Regions from separate parts of the Bos taurus genome. Here regions 2 and 3 are each linked to region 1. Evidence: chromatin contacts called from public Hi-C data. All regions are on one chromosome and are shown on one strand. Each heading gives the region's core, a stretch centred on a gene start, on an enhancer-like site or on the middle of the called end of the contact. The rest is flanking DNA. Distances are from core to core; before and after follow the strand shown.

What was found. Hi-C and Micro-C count contacts between places; a contact is called where the count stands out from the background.
Region 2: a contact with region 1 is called in a Hi-C map of liver, with 2.0 times the contacts expected there. The contact joins the promoter of TRAPPC3 here to the enhancer-like site in region 1. A contact is called at or near these places in 2 of 11 Hi-C or Micro-C datasets (liver and skin fibroblasts).
Region 3: a contact with region 1 is called in a Hi-C map of skeletal muscle, with 3 times the contacts expected there. The contact joins two enhancer-like sites. A contact is called at or near these places in 3 of 11 Hi-C or Micro-C datasets (liver, skeletal muscle and skin fibroblasts).

The regions. Positions count from the first base shown.
Region 1 is chr3:109,636,939-109,640,884 of ARS-UCD2.0, forward strand. No RefSeq gene overlaps it. Among named protein-coding and RNA genes, the nearest start is that of THRAP3, 14 kb to the left of the region's middle. Within about 2 kb of position 2,518, at least 20 of the 102 cell types and tissues checked have an H3K27ac peak or open chromatin away from gene starts, as enhancers often do. A contact at or near this core is called in liver and skeletal muscle, where this site is marked.
Region 2 is chr3:109,675,555-109,679,659 of ARS-UCD2.0, forward strand. It overlaps TRAPPC3 (trafficking protein particle complex subunit 3), which reads left to right and starts at 1,380. Exons shown (of 5, transcript NM_001076120.2): 1 at 1,380-1,528. The coding sequence starts at 1,487.
Region 3 is chr3:109,575,756-109,579,513 of ARS-UCD2.0, forward strand. The region is part of intron 2 of THRAP3 (thyroid hormone receptor associated protein 3); the gene reads right to left. Among named protein-coding and RNA genes, the nearest start is that of SH3D21, 26 kb to the left of the region's middle. Within about 2 kb of position 1,911, at least 7 of the 102 cell types and tissues checked have an H3K27ac peak or open chromatin away from gene starts, as enhancers often do. A contact at or near this core is called in skeletal muscle, where this site is marked.

The DNA of each region.
Region 1 (3,946 bases), core at 1,268-3,767:
CGCAAAGAGTCAGACATGACTGAGTGACTTTCACTTCACTTACCTTATCTTACAAGGTCCAGGAAGTTGGCTGTTGCTATGACTTCATCCTGAGGTGGTAGAGAACCATTAGAAGAAGTCTTGTGAACCTGAGGGGAGGAAAATCAGCTTTGAGTGGTCGGTGGGGCAGCCAGGAAGGGAGATGATTTACTCCCACCGTGGTTTAATTCCCTCCAGGCAGGTGCAGAAGTCTCAGTCTATCTGTAATCTCGCCTTTCAGGGCCTATACTCTTCCTTTTGTTTAGTTCAGTACCTTAGGGGTTTGTCCCCACCATGGTGCTCAGATTAGACAGCAGAAAAACACACTGAAGTCAACAATTTGCGTTTTGGTCTCCTTGCAGTCCATGAGGTCTTAAAGAGTTGGACCGATTTAGCTATTGAACAACAGAATAACTCCTTGCTGTGGGTAAGTTTCCTCCTCTCTGACTGGGGGTGGGACTGAGGCTGTCAAAGGTTGCCAGGCATCAAAAGACATCCCCCAGCCAGAACTTTTGTTTACAAGGCAAGACTCTAGCAGACAGGAAGCTGGGTTATTCCAGAGCATGGGGCTCCCAGGCTCCAGACTGGAGAGGGGAGGAAATGGGCCCTTTAGAAAAGGTTTGAAGGTTTTTCCAAGCCTGAGAAAGTGAGCAGGGCTCTGGGTGTCTTGGCTGTGACTGTTGTCTTTTCTTGAGTAATAGGGACTTTGCATCACTCCCACTCTGATCTCCCAGGACCTCTGATTGGCCTGCAGAGCTTCTATTTGCTGGGGAGGGGATGTACTAGGAGTGCTGTCACAGCAAAAGATCACAGTGGCTAAGCCAAGCAGGTCCATGAAGATAAACTGAAGTTGATTGCAGATCAAACAGTCTTGCCCTGAATGTTCTAGACTGGATAAACACAGGAATTAAATGCTGTGCTTCAGGGGGGTGGCGGCATTATAAATAAATTAAATTCTGTAAACTTACAATTAAATGCCATGTATTCGAAAGTAATAGCATTCAAAGCTTGTCACTGCCTAATTATTTTACTACATTTTGCTATTGCACATGCTCTTGGAGTTATTCCCTTCTGCGTGGTGGAAATGCTACATAATGGTGCACCGCTGCTGGCTTCTTCCCAGTAACTCCTTCAGTAATGTCAGGTTGGCAGCTAGAAGTCAGCTGTGGTGGAAGTATTTACACCATGGAAATGGGCGGATGCTACAAATGTCTCCTTAAGACCACAACCCCACCCACCCCAACCTTTCCCTAAAGCCATTTGAAATCATTTTACCAGCATGACACTGGGTAGAGGACTCCCCAGACATGACCATGAATGAATTTCCCACCAGCTTGGTGGGCAGGGGGTTTGGAGCAGATAATGTGATTTAGAGAAATAAATAAATATACATGTCTGACATCTGAGTATTGTGGGTAAAATGAATACTTGCTGCAAATATCTAGTCCCTAGGACTTTCCTGGTGGTCCAGCGGCTAACGCTGCGCTCTCACTGCAGGGGGCCCAGCTTCAATCCCTGGTCTAGGAACTAGATCCCACAGGCTGAACTAAGAGTTTGAGTGCTGCAGTGAAGATCGAAGATCCTGCATGCCGCAACTAAGACCCAGCGCAGCCAAATAAATTAAAACAAACAGAACCAAACCCCAAATACCTAGTCCTGACATACTTGGGGACCCATCTTTCCCTACTCCTTTTGAGACAAGAGTGTATGCCCGCTCACAATGCACCCCCTAGGGCACCCCTCAACACCCTGTGGTGCCTTCTGAATGGAAGAAGACCAGAAACGCCACGAGGGCAGGGACCGTGTTCACCGCTGCTTCAGCAGATCTTATCTTCAGACCCCGTCTCAGTCTCGGCAACTCTCCCAGTATCCCTGGCTTTGAAGCTAAGCAGGGCACAGTGGGGGCGCACAAGGGCTGGTTCTAGATGGGAGAACTAGAATGAGCCAGGAACCGGGCATTGCCTCTCAAGCACACGATCTACTTGGGAGCAGGGAAGCTCATCCGGGCAGTTCTTCCCCAGGGGACGTTTGGCAATGCCCAGGGACATTTTTGGTTGTCACACTTCCAGGGGAAGGGTGCTCCTGGCATTTGGTGGGCAGAGGCCAGGGATGCTGCTAAACATCCTACAACACACGGGAAAGCCACCCCCCCAGTCCCGCATCAGAGAATGTCCTGCCTCAAACACCAACAGTGCTGAGCCTGAGAAACTCTGGGACGGGACGCAGTAGGGGAGGAACTCAGACAGGCAGGGTCTAGGAAGAGACAGAGGAAAGGCTCGCTGGCCTGGCAGCCACTGACCCCTCCCTCCCACGCGGCACCCACTGCTGTGGGTGGCCGTTCAGTCTCTCATTCTGCATCCTGTCCTGTTTCTCTAGTCTCTCTCTAGTGATGTCCCTGTTTATCTCCGTTTATCTCTTGGTCTCCTTTTCTCACTCTCAGCCATGCCATCTGCTCTGGCTGGATCTTGTATTCTGAGTCATGAGACAAGCCTTTGGCATCAGTGCTCCCTCAGCCCACACTCATCACCCCAGTTGCCATGACCTGGGAGCTGGGTCAGGAGATCAGGGAACCAGAGGCTATAAAGACAGAGGGTCTAAAGGGTATCGCTTTTCCCACCACCTATCTTGTCTTTGCCCCCAGGACCCTACTGCCTACCTCCCTGAGGCCTGGAGCTCCAACCTGCTGTCACTCCACCCCCACCCCCCGGAGCCTGTCCAAGTCGCCTTGCCCAACCTACAGATCCCTTCCTCCCCACCCCACTCTCAGCTCCTTAAATTTCCCCTCTAGCCTAGTCCAGCAGCTGTTACAAAACAACGGGGAACTAGGCAACCCCTCCCACCGGGGGCAGTAAGTGACACGAGGCTCAGGACGGCCACCGAGCCCAGTAACTTCTGCCAAGTGACCAGGCACTGGTGGCCTCTGCCCTGGTCCTGGTTTCCAGTTCCCAGGTCCCAGAGTTCAGAGCCAGGACATGGTACCTGGTGCTTGGAGCCCCTGCTCAACATCCAGGCTCAATTGCCAGGACCCAGGGCCTGGTGCCAGGACTTTGAGCCCTGCCCCTCTCACTCCCCTCCCCCAGCAGACCCTGGGGGCCTAGGCTGCCGTATCCTGGCCAGCAGGGCCCAGGGTGGGTACTATGTAGGACATGGACACAGCAGAAAACTCTATGACAATTTTAAAAATAAACTGGAGTGACTTTTAAAGTAAGAAGTATTCAAATGAAGACTTAAAATAAAAGGACTAGCAGTCTGGACAGAGGGAAGAGAAAGACCAGGGTATAGATCTGCTGGGCTTCCCAAGTGGGGCAGGCGGTAAAGAACCTGCCTGCCAAGGCAGGAGACTTAAGAGACTCGAGTTTGATCCTGGGTCAGGAAGATCCCCTGGAGGAGGGCATGGCAACCCACTCCAGTGTTCTTGCCTGGAGAATCCCATGGACAGAGGAGCCTGGTGGGCTAGGGTCCATAGGGTCGTAGAGAGTCGGACATGACCAAAGTGACTTAGCACGCATGCATTAGGGTTGCCACATAAAATAGAGGATGCCCAGGTAAATTTGAATTTAGGTAACAAAAAAAAGACTTTAAATGTAAGAATGTTCTATGTCATATTTGAATATACTTCTAAAAAATTATTCCTTGTTTACCTGAAATTCATACTTTAACAGGGGTCCTGTATTTTGATTTCTTAAATCCAGTAGCCCCACAGGAAAACAAACGTCCCCCTCCAGCCCTTACCCAGCTTATCTACCAGCTGCTTCAGGTGGAGAAACAGGGAGTGTTCCTATCACTGCTCACATTTGGGTAGAGGGAACTTAGGGGATTTTATTGTTTTTAATTATTCTTACTTTTATACATATTCTCATTTTCTTTAGAGTCAGCATTAGTTTAGAATACAAAAAAAAATCAAATGTTATAGACACTATGTACTGCG
Region 2 (4,105 bases), core at 130-2,629, 37 kb after region 1:
TCCTCTCCTGGGAATGCAGAAGGTTCTTCTCTAACTTTGCTGGCCTCTGAGGGCTAGCCCACCCCTGCGCTCTCATCCCCACCCTCAACTGACCCTCATGCTCTTTCCCAGAGCTCTCAGCCCAGGCACTGACACAGGACAGAGAGTCAAAGGTCACTGCCTCTAGAGAGTCCCCAGCAGGTCTGTGCCACAGGGAGAAGAGTATAATAATAGTTGGTTCTGCACCGAGAGGGACAGACTGGGGGAATCTTGGGTACTGGTTTTCAGGCTGAGCAGCTTGGGCCCCCCAGCCTTCCCCAGCCAGGATGGCTCAAGTCTGGTCGGGCTCGTTGTCATGGTGAAGACTAGGGGCTAGAATGCAGCTGCCAGTCAGGCTACCAGGCCTAAGTCAGAAGACGGGGCTCAGGGACTCATAGCACAGTCCTCTCAGAACTGACTAGCCAGGCAGGGATGGTTGGAGCTGAAACCAAAGAACTATGGTCAGGGACTGTAGGACTTCCCCTTGGTGATGGGTGAGGGTGTGGCCAGCTCATCCCCCTCGTATTTCTGGGGCCTGTTTGCTGGGCTGTGTGTCCAGAGAGTGGCTGAAAGAAAGGGAATGCACGTTTACTTTGTGCCAAGTGCTCTGCATACATGTCTCACCAATCTTCACAACAACTGAGAGAGCCAGCAATTTGCCTAAAATGGCAAAGCTAGGATTAAAATCCAGAACTGGCTGCTACCAACGCCAGTGATCTTTCTTTTCTGGGAACCAGTCTTGTTCTAGGGAAGAGAGAGGGAGAAATTGACCTGAACTTTATCAGACTGGATATTTCATCAGGAAGCCACGGTGGATGCAGGTGCTCGCTGCCTTTGGGGCTTGGGGACAGATGACCGTTCGAAGAGAAAGTCATTGGTGAAATGCTTGCCACATGGTAGGTGGTCATCAAATATTTTTGTAAAGAAGAAGCCAGATCTGTGTAGGAGCCATGGCCAGTTTTCTGGGACATCCTGGGAGCTTCTGGCTTTGAATTGCAGCAACAGCGGAAGAAGCTAGTTTGAAAGAGGGACTTTCCAAGACCATCCCTGACGGGAGGAATTTGCGGAGCATCAGAGTGAGGGTTAGGCAGGGTGGGAAAGAATTGTGTGGATGATACAGGATTACTGCAAGTTGCGGACGCCACCCAGTGGCCATAAACCAGGCGATAGGGAGCCATGTTACAAGAGTTCTCTGTGCGCGGAGCATTCTGGGAGTTGTAGTTGGGCTGCACTAAGGCGTGGTGTTACCAGTGGGACTGTTGGGTGCTGTGGTTCGGCGTTTATTGCGCGGGAATTACCCTCGTCTGCCGGACTACGAGTCCCGTGGTGCCCCGCGGCCAGCTGCGCAGGCGCGGTGAGTCGGTGCCGGTCAATTCTTAACGCTGAGGGGGCAGCTAGCTGGGTCGAGCTGTGTTGGGAGGGGTTGCCGAGTGGGTCTGTGGCGAGGCAGGGTAAGGCGGCCGGCACGATGTCGAGGCAGGCGAACCGTGGCACCGAGAGCAAGAAAATGGTAACCGGAGCGTGTGACCTCGGCGGGTGGGGCGGAATGGAGGTGTTCTGGGGAAGGGGCCCAGCGCGGGGTGCAAGTCTCAACTGGAAAGGCGCCTTCTACCTGCCCTGGGAGGGAGTGGTTCAACTGGAGGGAAGGAAGGGGCTCATTGGTGGGTCGAGAGCGGAGATTAGCTCTGGGAGCGTCCCGAGTGCCGGGCAGGTTGGAGGGCCGCTGGAGGAGCTCGAAGACCTCTTCCCCCGCCACCTGAGTGCTATTGCGTAAGAGACCAACAACGACGGTGACGATAATAGTAGCTCCCACTGTTGCTCTCTTACTGCGTTAGGCACTGGGCCATGCACTTTACGTCTGTTATCTCATTTAATCCGCAAAATAACTCGTCAGGTGGATGATAACATCGCCGCTTTAAAACTCAGATGTTGCATAACTTGCCCCTATTTACAGCTAAGACGAGTTAGGATTTGAACCTAAGTCTCTCTGACATCAAAGCTAATGCTTCAGACTACTGGACTATAATGTCTCCCACACTGTGCCGTGGTCATTGTGAGATGCTCAGGTACTGATTTAACCAGAAAGCAAGAAAGTAAGGGGTGGGCCAGAGTAGGCCGTAAGTGGTCTCCCTCTGGTGAAGGTGGACAGGCTCCCTTCTTGTCCTGGAAATAGTGGGACACCGTCTATCCTAGAAAGTTTGGCTGCTGGTGAGGGCTGGGCCTGGAAAGTAAGGTTGATGATGTTTTTCTCCAAACTAAGGGGATTTCTTGACAGGTGTTTGTTTTCTTTGGCATCTTCGTACTTCCTCTAGAATTGCCCATTTGTCTTTATTTTCCGATTTACAAACTGAGTTATTGAAGGTCGCATGCAGGGCAGATCTGCAGCCTTTTGTTGACACTCAGCTCTACAGAAGATGACCAAACTCCCATTACACCTTTGTATCTTATGCCAGGAACAGCCACCAAATACGGGCAGCTGGAGGCCCTGTGACTCCAGAGTAGTGCTGTACTTTTTCTCTGTTGGATCTCTTTTGAAAAGTTGATAATAGCTGTGGGTCTTCTCCCCAGGAATAGTAAATAGACAAACATAAACAGACATTTACTTACATTTAGGGGGAACTTGTGGGCCCCCGAAAATACTCTGTGAATCATAGGTTAAGAATTCCTGTTTTGGAGGAAATAAGAAAAAGGAAGAAGAGTGTTTTGCTAGGCAATAGTGTCATGCAGGTTAGCGGTCCCCAACCTTTTTGGAGTTAGGAACCAGTTTCATGGAGGCCAGTTTGCCAGTTTTCCATGGGGTGCGGGGGTGCGGGTGACTTGGGGATGGTTCAAGCACCTTACATAATTGTACACTTTGTTTCTGTTGCTGCGTCAGCTCCACCTCAGATCATCAGGCCTTAGATCCCAGAGGTTGGTGACCCCTGATGTATTATAAAAAGCATGGATATTTGTTGGAATCCTGATTGGTCTTCAGTTTACTTATCTATACAATAGGGAAATAATGCCTTTCTAGGATTCACTTTCATGCGTTGGAGAAGGAAATGGCAACCCACTCCAGTGTTCTTGCCTGGAGAATCCCAGGGATGGGGGAGCCTGGTGGGCTGCTGTCTATGGGGTCGCACAGAGTCGGACACAACTGAAGCAACTTAGCAGCAGCAGCAGCAGCAGGATTAAGTGAGATAACAGTGTAAAATGCAAGGGACATCATAAATGTTTATTTTCCTCTCCTTTTCCTCTATGAGCAGATATCAGAAGTCTTCCTGTTTAGTTTTCATATCTAACTCTTTTTCCTATCTTTTTTTAAAACTTAAAACAACACTGAAACTTTTAATACAAGTTTAGCAGGAACCTTCAGTCCCCACCCCGCAAACCCTCAGTATTCACTTAGTTTTGGTGAATTGAGGGAATTAAGGACAGGCATCAGTGCACTCCTGCTTCCAGAGTGTTGCTACTGCTGTGGTCTCTGCTTGGAACCTTCCCCCAGAGAGTATCTAGCTCCTCCTCACCTCATTTACAGGTACTCAGAGGTCACCTCCTCATAAAGGGCTTCCCTGACCTCCTGACTGGTTCTCAATCCCCTTACTCTGTCTCTCTTCAAGCACTGTCTTTTTCATTTAAAATGCTTCATTATAAATTATGTATTTACTTGTTTACTTATAGTCGCCCCATGAGAATGTAGCTCTACGAGAGCAAGGGTTGATTTGTTAACTGCTGTACTCCCAGCTCCTAAAACGATGCCTGGCACCAGGCGGTCTGTGTTAAATGAGTGGCGTGAGGGTTTGGTGCATCCTGTCATTCAGTTCCTGTCGGTACCCACCTCAGGCTTGTCATGTGATCCTCTTTGTGGCCACCTGGTTTTGACATGCTCCCCTTCTTTCCTGTCTGCCTGGGGAGCCTCAGCCTCTAGCAGTCCACTTCCCAGTCAGCCCAGCTTCCTTCTAATTGCTGTGTTCCCAGTTAACCCTTTCGAAACGTAAATGGTTAATATGGCCAAGGAATTAGATCTCTGCTTTTAATCTGTGCAAACAGAAACAACCCATTTGTCTAGCAAACTTTTCCTGGGTCCCAGCTCTGTGTAAAGCGCTGT
Region 3 (3,758 bases), core at 661-3,160, 62 kb before region 1:
CCCAGAAAAATAAAGTTTGACACTGTTTCCCGTGTTTCCCCATCTATTTCCCATGAAGAAATGGGACTGGATGCCATGATCTTCGTTTTCTGAATGTTGAGCTTTAAGCCAACTTTTTCACTCTCCACTTTCACTTTCATCAAGAGGCTTTTGAGTTCCTCTTCACTTTCTGCCATAAGGGTGGTGTCATCTGCATCTGAGGTGATTGATATTTCTCCCGGCAATCTTGATTCCAGCTTGTTTCTTCCAGTCCAGCGTTTCTCATGATGTACTCTGCACATAAGTTAAATAAGCAGGGTGACAATATACAGCCTTGATGTACTCCTTTTCCTATTTGGAACCAGTCTGTTGTTCCATGTCCAGTTCTAACTGTTGCTTCCTGACCTGCATACAGATTTCTCAAGAGGCAGGTCAGGTGGTCTGGTATTCCCATCTCTTTCAGAATTTTCCACAGTTTATTGTGATCCACACAGTCAAAGGCTTTGGCATAGTCAATAAAGTAGAAATAGATGTTTTTCTGGAACTCTCTTGCTTTTTCCATGATCCAGCAGATGTTGGCATTTTGATCTCTGGTTCCTCTGCCTTTTCTAAAACCAGCTTGAACATCAGGAAGTTCACGGTTCACATATTGCTGAAGCCTGGCTTGGAGAATTTTGAGCATTACTTTACTAGCGTGTGAGATGAGTGCAATTGTGCAGTAGTTTGCGCATTCTTTGGCATTGCCTTTCTTTGGGATTGGAATGAAAGCTGACCTTTTCCAGTCCTGTGGCCACTGCTGAGTTTTCCAAATTTGCTGGCATATTGAATGCAGCACTTTCACAGCATCATCTTTCAGGATTTGGAATAGCTCAACTGGAATCCTATCACCTCCACTAGCTTTGTTCGTAGTGATGCTTTCTAAGGCCCACTTGACTTCACATTCCAGGATGTCTGGCTCTAGGTCAGTGATCACACCATTGTGATTATCTGGGTCGTGAAGATCTTTTTTGTACAGTTCTTCTGTGTGTTGTTGCCATCTCCTCTTAATATCTTCTGCTTCTGTTAGGTCCATACCATTTCTGTCCTTTATCGAGCACATCTTTGCATGAAATGCTCCTTTGGTATCTCTGATTTTCCTGAAGAGATCCCTAGTCTTTCCCATTCTGTTGTTTTCCTCTATTTCTTTGCACTGATCGCTGAGGAAGGCTTTCTTATCTCTTCTTGCTATTCTTTGGAACTCTGCATTCAGATGTTTATATCTTTCCTTTTCTCCTTTGCTTTTCGCTTCTCTTCTTTTCACAGCTATTTGTAAGGCCTCCCCAGATAGCCATTTTGCTTTTTTGCATTTCTTTTCCATGGGGATGGTCTTGATCCCTGTCTCCTGTACAATGTCACGAACCTCATTCCATAGTTCATCAGGCACTCTATCTATCAGATCTAGACCCTTCAATCTATTTCTCACTTCCACTGTATAATCATAAGGGAGACAGACAAATACCACCTTGGAAAACAGCTTAGCACCTTTTACATGTTACAAGCATTTAGCATTTAGTTTCTGTTCAAATTAAAACTTCTTCCAAAGGAGATTTTGTTTCTTCAGCAATGCCTACTCTTCTTTAACATGTTGTTTCATTTAGAGTAAGACAGCCATGTTCCCACACCAGCAATATAAAAGAATCCAACTATTGAACAAGTAGTGATCAGCACGCTAGCAGGCAGAAACATGGGACACAGTTCCTAAACTCCTAAGGGCTGGTATGATCCAAATATCCTTGAACTTTCCAAGATCCTTCAGATGACGAGGTTTCCTATCCACATCATCCCCCTATTTGCCACGGAATCAATTCCGGTTTGTCCTCCTTCACTGGGATACTGAAAACTATTTAGACACTGTTAATGCATCCTAAGACTGCTCATTCTGGCAGCCACACCACATGCTGATTCAGAGTGAGATGAGTCACTAAGGCCCTCAAGTTCTTTCTCATAAAACCTCCTCAGCTGCAAAATGTCCTCCTCCTCCATCTTGTACTGACACTACTGTTGTTCTATGCCCCCCTCTTTTCAATGTAAAACCCAGGTGCATAATTCAAACAGCCTTCTGAAATCATTTCAGATACAATCCTGTCACTTGGAGCAAGGGTTTATCTTTTAAAGTGTTTTGCAGAGCCACCTGAGAGGACCGTTTCCAGACCCATCACTCTTTTTGAATCACAAGCATTCACCGCCAAACCACTTTTCTTTGGAAGAACAGATACACTTTACTTAAAGCAAAAGTCTTAAGGTATATAATTACATGGCTTCTATATCATTAAAAACACAGATTCTGAGACTTCCCTAGTGGTCCAGTGGCTAAGATTCCATGCTCACAATGCAGGGGACCTGGGTTTGATCCCTAGTCAGAGACTACATCTCATATGCCGCAACTAAGACCCAGCACTGCCAAATAAATTTTTTTTTTTAATGCAGATTCTACTTTTTCCTCCAAGCAAAAACAGTAATATTGACAGCAAGGGCCAAAGAAGCTTTTCTACATTAAAGACTCTCAAAGATAAAGAATTCAATTATTCCTTCCCCCTCCGCATGCTGGATTGTTAAGTTTCTTCTTAAGTGTCCCTAGTGATTATGCCAGCACTGTGCTTGGCACATGGTGAACGACTGCTGAATTCACCAGAAGGAACATCCTGGGAGTATTTAATACTGTTTGCCCCGTGTGTGGAACACTGTGGATAGGTTTCACTGGGGAGAGTTCCTAATACTAAGCAGTGCCAAATATAGCCTCTCAACAGGCCGCCCCAGAGCTTCAACCTTCGCAGCCCTAAACAGTCAAGCTACATATAAACCATGCAACTATTCTTCAATCCATAAATACTAGGTTTATATTCCAAAAGATCCTTCTCAGAAAAGATTTAACTGCTTATTTTCTTTCACAGAAAGATTTACTACTAATCAAGCAAATAAAAATGGAAGGCAAATATACTATAACCTGAAAACAAAACAAGAATGTAAAACAGACCTATAGCCTTCCTAGTATGTAAAACCAACTCAGAACTAAGTCCTTTAAAGTTCTCTTTGGAAGGAATGATGCTAAAGCTGAAACTCCAGTACTTTGGCCACCTCATGAGAAGAGCTGACTCATTGGAAAAGACTCTGATGCTGGGAGGGATTGGGGGCAGGAGGAGAAGGGGACAACAAAGGATGAGATGGCTGGATGGCATCACCTACTTGATGGACGTGAGTTTGAGTGAACTCCGGGGAGTTGGTGATGGACAGGGAGACCTGGTATGCTGCAGTTCATGGGGTCGCAAAGAGTCGGACACGACTGAGCAACTGAACTGAACTGAACCCATGAAAGGATGTAGGAATTGTGTTGGGCCAGGGAACTAACGTACATGGTTAACAGTTTGCTCTCTGAATATCTGTATCTGTTTTCAACCACTCCACTGCCGTACTTAATGTCTGTACAGGCCTTTGCTGGGCAAACCACTTTTTTCCCTTCTCTCATTTCCATTAATATCAAACTTACTACCTCACAGGATATTCCACTTAATCAAGAATCTTGTGTACCTTAAAGAGCATATTCACAGCATTTCTTATCTCATCTCTCACTTCAGTATCCACATTACAACCAATCTAAAACCAAACAAAGTACTGGTATTCTGATGAACACCAACCTCTTCTAGCACCACCACCTGCTTTCCCTGCAGCAATTAAGCACACACAGTTGCCTCTCGTTTTAGGTTATGAGAATATATTAGTATCGTGAAACTTACATCACTAAT